Linked DNA regions of Mus musculus: regions 1 and 3 are each linked to region 2. Evidence: chromatin contacts called from public ChIA-PET and promoter capture Hi-C data. All regions are on one chromosome and are shown on one strand. Each heading gives the region's core, a stretch centred on a gene start, on an enhancer-like site or on the middle of the called end of the contact. The rest is flanking DNA. Distances are from core to core; before and after follow the strand shown. Region 1 overlaps Vps26c (VPS26 endosomal protein sorting factor C). Region 2 overlaps Hlcs (holocarboxylase synthetase (biotin- [propriony-Coenzyme A-carboxylase (ATP-hydrolysing)] ligase)). Region 3 overlaps Dop1b (DOP1 leucine zipper like protein B).

Evidence for each region. ChIA-PET counts read pairs in DNA pulled down with a chosen protein or histone mark. Capture Hi-C pulls out chosen DNA fragments and counts their contacts.
Region 1: a promoter capture Hi-C map of adipose tissue shows a contact between it and region 2. The contact joins two enhancer-like sites. A contact is called at or near these places in 2 of 9 other capture datasets (adipose tissue and embryonic stem cells).
Region 3: a contact with region 2 is called in an RNA polymerase II ChIA-PET map of effector CD8 T cells, with 5 read pairs. The contact joins two enhancer-like sites. A contact is called at or near these places in 1 of 115 datasets of contacts at active chromatin or transcription factors (effector CD8 T cells) and 1 of 9 other capture datasets (embryonic stem cells).

What each region holds. Positions count from the first base shown.
Region 1 is chr16:94,500,457-94,503,528 of GRCm38.p6, reverse strand. It overlaps Vps26c (VPS26 endosomal protein sorting factor C), which reads left to right. Exons shown (of 8, transcript NM_007834.3): 6 at 1,297-1,447; 7 at 1,842-1,994. All of the region lies in intron 3 of Gm31323 (a long non-coding RNA gene), which reads right to left. Among named protein-coding and RNA genes, the nearest start is that of Vps26c, 25 kb to the left of the region's middle. Within about 2 kb of position 1,283, at least 23 of the 459 cell types and tissues checked have an H3K27ac peak or open chromatin away from gene starts, as enhancers often do. A contact at or near this core is called in adipose tissue, where this site is marked.
Region 2 is chr16:94,239,767-94,242,788 of GRCm38.p6, reverse strand. All of the region lies in intron 5 of Hlcs (holocarboxylase synthetase (biotin- [propriony-Coenzyme A-carboxylase (ATP-hydrolysing)] ligase)), which reads left to right. It also overlaps the pseudogene Gm6363. Among named protein-coding and RNA genes, the nearest start is that of Hlcs, 49 kb to the left of the region's middle. Within about 2 kb of position 1,493, at least 100 of the 459 cell types and tissues checked have an H3K27ac peak or open chromatin away from gene starts, as enhancers often do. A contact at or near this core is called in adipose tissue and effector CD8 T cells, where this site is marked.
Region 3 is chr16:93,776,016-93,778,976 of GRCm38.p6, reverse strand. It overlaps Dop1b (DOP1 leucine zipper like protein B), which reads right to left. Exons shown (of 37, transcript NM_027293.1): 22 at 1,968-2,090; 23 at 1,484-1,618. Among named protein-coding and RNA genes, the nearest start is that of 2310043M15Rik, 17 kb to the left of the region's middle. Within about 2 kb of position 1,531, at least 83 of the 459 cell types and tissues checked have an H3K27ac peak or open chromatin away from gene starts, as enhancers often do. A contact at or near this core is called in effector CD8 T cells, where this site is marked.

The DNA.
Region 1 (3,072 bases), core at 34-2,533, 260 kb before region 2:
TGCATTTTGTTCATGCTCATAATTGGGTTGAAAGCAAGTCTGGAAGATTTGGGGCACTGCAGACATAGCTGATGTCATTCATTATCATAAGGAGCCTTTTCAGAAGGTTCTGGAAAGAAGTAGCCATCATGTCCTAGGGCCGGGCAGATTCCCCTGTAAAGTGCTTTCTCCAGACCTGTGTCCCTCCAGGTCCTCTTTTGCTGCAGACACAGGTCCCTTACTCATGCCTCACATGTCCCTCCTTATATGGATGTGGCCCATGTGTGGTACAGAGTTCTCTTTCCCTTGCTTCTGTCTTCTTCAAATATTGGTTCTTGGTGTATATTTGAGGATCTTTGGTGTAGATTTATTAATAAAACTATCCTCCACCAGCCTTTGAGACGGTCTCATGTATTCCAGATGGGCCTTCAGGTATTTAGTTGAAGGTGACTTTGAACTTCTGATCTTCCTGCCTCCACTTCTTGAGTGGTAAGATGGTATTGTGTGCTACCATGCCTGATTGATCACGCTAGAAATCAAAGCCAGAGAGAGCTCCTCTCTGTGCCAGGCAGGCACTCTTCTCCCTGTTATTCTTGCTTGATAACGTCTTAGATATACTGTAGACAGGTTTTAATGTGGTTACCAGAAATTTTTAAATTATACTCATAGGCAATTACAAATTCTAAATGATTTTAAAATTTGTGGCTTATATTGTTTCTTCTGGATAGTGCAACCTAGTAGAAATGAAGACTCCTGAAGTGACTGTCCAACTATTTTCCTCCAGTGCTAGGGCCAGTTCCCCTGAGCCAACTTCCTGTCTGCAGAGAAATAGTCCCAAAGCTTTTCTTCGGGCGTTGAGAAAACTGCTCTTTCGGTATCCTTGAAATAAAAATAATTGGCATCTCAAACTTGCTTAATTGGGAACACTTTAAAACGGCCTTTTTCTTTTTCTTCTTTTGTGACCTGGGGTTGAGGGGGTGGCTGTCCTTAAGCACCCTTCTAACCCTGAGGCTTTTTACATTTCATGTCTTTCGGCCTGAGAGAGCTTTGTCAGCCAGTGTAGGTTGGGAGCTGATTCGGAGTGAGCTGTGATGTCCGTTTGTCCCTAATATGTGTACAGGGTGGTTGATGAGTCAGTCTGGTGGCCACTGAAAGATGAAATGGCTATTATTCCTTCTTGTTTTAGAAAGAAGTTTCCATGGTTTATAGAACAATTACTCAACTTGGTTTTCAGTTCTTATTTGTACCAGTGCAACTGGAATAAGTGACAGCCCCCTTTCCTTCTGTTTCTGATGTCTTTGTCTCTGTTCTCCATAGAGAGCTTCACTTCCCAAATTCTTCATTAGAGGACATCTGAACTCCACTAACTGCGCTATCACGCAGCCCCTGACAGGAGAGCTGGTGGTGGAACACTCGGATGCTGCTATCCGGAGCATAGAGCTTCAGTTGGTCCGGGTGGAGACCTGTGGTAAGACTTCTAGAGTATCTAGGTATCTACACTTGTACTGTCAGCCGCTAAAACACCCCTTCCTGTACTCTTAACATGGCAGGGCACATCACATCATAACAGAGCTATTCTGATGGCCCCTGTGGCCTACTCACCCCAAAATTCCCACTTGCAGATAATCACTGAAATACTAATTAGGTCCCCAGCACCTTAAATCTTGGAAGCATGGTAAAACCAGTGTGGTGATGTTTGAGAACATGCAAAGTAGAAGAGAAGGTAACTCCCAGTCCTGAAGAAGAAATTGGAGAAGTGGGTGAATGTGTTGATCCTGGTTGGCACAGTATTGGGCAGTTTGGTGACCAGTTTGCTTTGGTGTCATGGTGTCCTGACCCCATGATGTTTCCTCTTTCTCCAGGGTGTGCAGAAGGCTATGCACGAGATGCCACAGAGATTCAGAATATTCAAATCGCTGATGGGGACATTTGTAGAAACCTTTCTGTTCCCCTGTACATGGTCTTCCCCAGACTGTTCACCTGTCCAACACTGGAGACCACCAACTTCAAAGTGGGTAAGCAGTCCAGGCCTGGCCTGTGGAGTCTAGGAAGGGTCTGGGCCACAGGGAAGAAGCGCCTTGCACGCAGGCTGCAGCTTTTTTTTTTTTTTTTTGGTTTTTCGAGACAGGGTTTCTCTGTGTAGCCCTGGCTGTTCTGGAATTCACTTTGTAGTCCAGGCTGGCCTCGAACTCAGAAATCCGCCTGCCTCTGCCTCCTGAGTGCTGGGATTAAAGGCGTGCGCCACCACGCCTGGCTTAGCATTCAGCTTCTTGATGACTCAAAAAAGGGTAAGAAGCTGCGTAAGTAGGTGTGTGTAGGCAGTAGAGCCTGCTGCAAGGCCCCATCCAGAGTCAACTGTGAGCCAAGCAGAAATACCGTGAGTCTATAGGAAAAGCCTTGACAGTTGTCAGGTAAGTAGTATGTGAGTAAATATCCAACAGGAAACAACTTAAAGGAAGGCAGGCTTATTGTGGGTCACACTTCAGGACCTATGTCCATTGTGGTGGAAAAGCCATAACTGTAGGAGGCTGCTCGCTCACATCTGGGTAGACCAGGTTTCAGAGAAATGCTGTTATCAGGTTTGCTGTCTTGATTTTTCTTTTTATTCCCCATGGATGGTGCCACCCACATTCTAGGCAGGCCTTCTCTCCTCTGTTAAACATCTCTAGAAATTCATTCCCCTGAAGATATACCTACAGGTATGTCTCTTACAAGATTCCAAATTTAGTTAAGGTGAGAATAAGGTTAACCACAAGTCCACTCTGACAGTTTGACACCAAAACACATCATGGTTTTACAACAATAGCATCCATTTCAACTTAAAAAGTCCCATGATCTTAACAAGTTTAACACTGGTGTAAAGACTAGAGTTTCTCAGAGACCCAACTGTGAGCCTTTATAAAGACATATAGCATACTTTCAGCATAGGCATAGAGTAAACATTCCCATTCAGAAAGGGAGAAACAACAGGGCCAAAGCCTGAAAAACCGAACCAACACAATACTAAACCTAGCAGGTCAGAGCCCTCATTTTTTCGTCACCATGTCCAGCATCTGGGCTCCAGTAGCTTTGGGAAGTCCCAGCCATCCAGTT
Region 2 (3,022 bases), core at 244-2,743:
CTGCTGGATCACAGAGAGGTCGTGGAGGTGGATCTGGCAACTTTATGGGTCGTGGAGGAAACTTTGGAGGTGGTGGAGGAAACTTTGGTCGTGGAGGAAACTTTGGTGGAAGAGGTGGCTATGGTGGTGGAGGTGGTGGCAGCAAGGGTAGTTATGGAGGTGGTGATGGTGGATATAATGGATTTGGAGGTGATGGTGGCAACTATGGTGGTGGTCCTGGTTACAGTAGTAGAGGAGGTTATGGAGGTGGTGGACCAGGATATGGAAACCAGGGTGGTGGATATGGTGGTGGAGGAGGAGGCTATGATGGTTACAATGAAGGAGGAAATTTTGGTGGAGGTAACTATGGTGGTGGTGGAAACTATAATGACTTTGGAAATTATAGTGGACAGCAACAATCAAATTATGGACCCATGAAGGGGGGCAGTTTTGGTGGACGAAGCTCAGGCAGTCCCTATGGTGGTGGCTATGGATCTGGAGGTGGAAGTGGTGGATATGGTAGCAGAAGGTTTTAAAATAAAGCAGAAACGGCTACAGTTCTTAGCAGGAGAGAGAGCGAGGAGTTGTCAGGAAAGCTGCAGGTTACTTTGAGACAGTCGTCCCAAATGCATTAGAGGAACTGTAAAAATCTGCCACAGAAGGAACGATGATCCATAGTCAGAAAAGTTACTGCAGCTTAAACAGGAAACCCTTCTTGTTCAGGACTGTCATAGCCACAGTTTGCAAAAAGTGCAGCTATTGATTAATGCAATGTAGTGTCAATTAGATGTACATTCCTGAGGTCTTTTATCTGTTGTAGCTTTGTCTTTTTCTTTTTCTTTTCATTACATCAGGTATATTGCCCTGTAAATTGTGGTAGTGGTACCAGGAATAAAAAATTAAGGAATTTTTAACTTTTCAATATTTGTGTAGTTCAGTTTTTGTACATTTTAGTACAGAAACTTTAACAAAATGCAGTTTCAAAGGTGTTTCCTTGTGAGTTAACACGTGAAGAAGATCATTGTTAATTACTATTTTGTATGAATTTTGCTAAAGTTAACTGTAAAGAAACACCTACTGACTTGCAATTTAAGGGGAATCTATTCTCCCCATTTCCAAAACAATGATGAATGGGCGCTGACATGTGGAGAGAATAGATAGATATTTGTATGTTTGCAATGTGTGTTTTAGATAATTAGAATTGGGAAATAAAAAATAGCATATTTGTGAATTTAAAAAAAAAAAAAAAAGACACCATGACCAAGGCAACTTACAGAAGGGAAAGTTTATTTTGGCTTATGTTCCAGGGGGTAAGAGTCCATCACTATTACTCGGGGAGGGTATGCGTGCATGGTTTGTCCAGCAGGCTGGTGAGGCAGCTGGAGCTGGAGACCGAGAGCACACGTGTCTGAACGGCAAGGGGAAGTGCTGAGAAAGACACAGAGCTCCCAGTGACCTACTTCCTCCAGCAGATCCACACCTCCTGAGCCACCAGTGTGGGCGGTGGCAGTGGTGGGGACACCAAGCTTTCAAATGGGGACATCTCATTGAAACCACCACAGAGGCTTTTGCACTGTTGTAGGTGCTTGTGTGGTGACATGGTATTTACAATCGGTTAGCAGAGGACATTGCCGCTAACATCTCGGCACCGCTTTAAAGTCATTTTGAGAGACCTGTACAGAGAGGTCCTTTCTGTGGCTTCTTCTCCTAGTCACTCAGCACTTTGAGGCCACACTGTGTGTGTGTGTGTGTGGGTGAGTGGGGGGGAGCGTAGTAAGACTCTTGGGATCCTGCACATTCTCCTGGGAGACAGTGGGGGGGCTCATTGAGAGTTGGTGGGGAGCTTCTTGGAAGTAGTGGAATAGACATCTGACCTCTAGAAATGTTGAATTATGCTTGTTCACTTGTATGGGAGATGTGAGATCAGAGGATAACTTGTGGGAATCAGTTTACTCTTTCCAGGATGTGAGTTCTGGGGCCACAGCTCAGGCCACCAGTCTTGGTGACAAGCACCTTCACTCGCTGAGCCATTTGCCAGCTCCTCTTTATGGTCCACGTGTGTGTGTGTGTGCGCGTGTAAATTAAATCTGATGTCTTAACCATCCTTGGGTTAACAGTTCTGCAGCATAAATGATACCATGGTGTTTCTCAGCCACCTCTATTGTCTATTTCTAAAACATTTTAAAAAAATTATTTCTTTAATGTCTGAGTGCTCTGCTGCATATACATCCTCCTGCCAGAAGAGGGCATCAGATTCCCCCCCCCCCCCCCCCCCATAGATGGTTGAGAGCCACCGTGTTTTGCTGGGAATTGAACTCAGGACCTCTGGAAGAGCAGCCAGTGCTCTTAACTGCTGAGCCTCACCAGCCCTCTAAAACATTTCTTTTTTAAAAATCAACCCAAGCAGAAACTCTTGGGACCTCTCCCTCCTCTTCTGCTTCCTGCCGACCTCTGTCCAACTTCCTGTTTTGACAAGTTTGCCTGTTCTAGATCTTGCTCAGCATTAGAATTGTGTATGGACCCTTTTGTGTCTGGCTTTTTTTATTTAGCAAAGTATCTTCAAGATCCACTGAAGTATCAAAAGTCTTATGTTAAAAAATACATGTATCAAAACTTCCTGTTTCTTGGGGGGGGGCGGGGGGGGCTGGGGGTGGGTGGGGTGTGTGTGGGGGAAGGTGGTGTGTGTGTGTGTGTGTGTGTGTGTGTGTGTGTAATATTAAGTTAAATGTATATATTGTGTTTTGTTTTTCCTCTCTCATTTGACGGACAGTTAGGCTTCGAAGAGAGGCTGGTTTGACGCTGTGGGCCTGAGGGTAGTTTGTTAGGTTATGGGTTAATTTTGTGTTTAAATTTTTGAGGAGGTATAAACACAATTCACTAGTTATATTTCCTTGTTGCTATGGTAAAACATGACCAAAAGTGACTTATGGAAGAGTTGATTTTAACGTAGAGTTTCAGAGGGATAAGAACCCATCACGCAGGGAAGGTACAGCGGCAGACCAGGAAGCTGAAAGAGCTAACAGGAAGTGGTGGGGTGCAGTTA
Region 3 (2,961 bases), core at 282-2,781, 460 kb after region 2:
TGGATAAGTTGTGTCTTCTGACTGTTTTTTTTTTTTTTTGTTGTTGTTTTTTGTTTGGTTTTTCCAGACAGGGTTTCTCTGTGCAGTCCTGGCTGTCCTGGAACTCACTTTGTAGACCAGGCTGGCCTCGAACTCAGAAATCCGCCTGCCTCTGCCTTCCGAGTGCTGGGATTAAAGGCGTGCGCCACTATGCCTGGCTTCTGACTGTTTTTAACACGCTGTGGCCAACTGCTGACTTCGTGCTGCAAGAGCTAGGCCGTCAGCACAGCAGTCTCTTGTAGCCCCTCTCTCTCACACACAGGAAACCTGAGTCACCAATGGTCAGGCTGTGTCACTAGGATAGTTTCTGAGTCACCCATGGTCAGGCTGTGTCACTAGAATGGTTTCTGAGTCACCCATGGGCAGGCTGTGTCACTAGAATGGTTTCTGAGTCACCAACAGTCACGCTGTGTCACTAGGATGGTTTCTGAGTCACCCATGGTCAGGCTGTGTCACTAGGATGGTTTCTGAGTCACCCATGGTCAGGCTGTGTCACTAGGATGGTTTCTGAGTCACCCATGGTCAGGCTGTGTCACTAGGATGGTTTCTGAGTCACCCATGGTCAGGCTGTGTCACTAGGATGGTTTCTGAGTCACCCATGGTCAGGCTGTGTCACTAGGATGGTTTCTGAGTCACCCATGGTCAGGCTGTGTCACTAGGATGGTTTCTGAGTCACCCATGGTCAGGCTGTGTCACTAGGACGGTTTCTGAAGCTCCAGCAAGCGCATGCAGAGAAAGCTCAGGTCGCCAACAGAATGGACACTCATTCCTGGTGGTCTCCAACCCAGCTCCGTCCCTGACTTTCTCACAAGGGCTGAGGACTGCTGGGCTCCCTAGTGTGTGCCTTGGGGACATATGGCCACCCCCTTTGAAGTCAGACCACAGGGAAGCTGATCTCTATTTCTTTGTGGGGAGGTCAGGCTAACTAACTTCCATTAACACAGAGAGCAAGCTCAGCTGGCCTGATCCCCTGAGCTGACCTCACAGCCCCCCTCCTCTGTGACCTCTCACTTTCCTCGCTGGTCATCAAAACCAAATCGGAACTGGACCCAGCACCTCCCCCTGCCCTGGAGCCTGCTAACTTCCACAGGTCTGCGCCCCTGCAAGAGCCTGGCTTTGTTTACTTTCTGCACCTCCACAGCTGTGGTGCTCCTGAAGGCAGGTGCCATTTCCTTTTTCTAGAAGGTGCTAAGAGTTGAGCATCAGGCAGGATGTGAGCCATCAGGGACAGGCAAGCTGACCTCAGGTAGCTCCCACTAAGAAACAGCAGTGCCCAAAGTCTGAACACACAGCGACAGGGCTTCCTTACAACCCAAAGAATTCTCTCTTTCCCACCAGGTCACTTCTTCCTGGAAGAAGCACCAGGAAGGAGGCCTGCCACGCACCTGCCACGCACCTGCCTGCGGATCCCCCAGGGTATATTTCCCTCCCCAGGGCGCCTTACCTCATCCCCTTTGATCTGCGCTGGCCTCTTCACCACCTCCTTCACCAGCTGCAGCACTGAGTCTGTCTGCAGGGTGCTGAGAGCACAGACCAGGTCGACAAGGGTGTGCTGGGACGTGTTTGCCACGGGGACCATCTGCCCAGAAGAAGAGAGTTCCTTGAAGGCTGACAGGAGAAGGTAAAAGCAAGACAGCACACACATAGCCTTCCACGGTGGCTGTCCCCCGAGAAGGAAGTCTGATGTGATCGTGGTGTGCATGGAGGTACTTCCATGTCTGTGTGAGTGTGTGCGTGGGTGTGAGTGTGTGCATGGGTGTGGAGGCCCAAGGTTGATGCTTCCTGTCCTCACATTTATCCTCTATCTTTCTTCTTCCATTTTTTTATCTTGTGAGTGTGGGTGCAGAGGTTAGAGGACAGTCTGTGGGGATCAGCAGGCACCGCATGCACTGAGCCCATGTAGCCAGCCCTCTCCGTCTTCATCCTACCTTGGTCTTGCTGTGGCGCCGTGCCTGCTTTCTGTTCCACACGGTGGCAACCGCAGCTATCAGCTGGACCCCAAGATGGCCTGTCAAGGGGTTCAGCAAGTCTAAAATTTTTTGTCTGATGGTCTGGTGAAAAGAAAAGCAAGAGTTAACAAAAACAAAAACAAAACAAAAACAAAAAAAACCCCAAAAAACAAAAACAAAAAAGTCTTCACAGAGTAGCATCAGGCCCGTACCTGAGGCACACTCAGCAACTCAGAATTATAGCAGTGTGCTTCACAGCACTACTGTGGGGACTGGGGCAGAGGAGGGGCTGAGTCTGCTCCCACGAGCTGGATGTGAGATGGCAGAGATAAGGCACGGTGAGCAGCCAGGATGGGGACACAGCTAGGTGAGTTGCCTGACAGAGTCTTGAGATGGTAAATATTACTGAGAGGTGATTAAACCTGACCACCGGTGTTTGTGTGTATACCTATGTGAGTGTACCTGTGTGTGTATATATAGCTCTGTGTATGCACTCGTGTGTATATCACTATGTGTGCCTGTCTGTGTATGCCTGTGTGTATAAATCTGTGTGTGCACCTGCACATGTATGTATACCTGTCTGTGTAACTGTGTGTGAGTATGTATACTTGTGTGTGCACCTGTGTGAGTGTGCATACTTGTATGTGTACCACTGTGTAACCCTGTCTGTGTACCTGTGTGTATGTGTGCACGCCTCTGTGTGTATGTGTACCGATGTATGCGCCTGGTTGTGTGCGTCCCTCTGCAGCACAGGAGCTGGGGTCCAGGGTCTGGAGCATGCTGGAGCATGCTTGGCCAGGGCTTTCCCACTGAACTTTACTACCTACACGTCAGTCCCACAGAAATCCCACAGCCTAGCTGTACCTACAGCAGCAGGGAGAGGGCTTAGAATCATTAGAAACGTTAATTTTCAAGTTCTAAAAGTATGCAGCACTTACCAAATTGTATTAGTTAAGCAATTCAGGATAAAGCT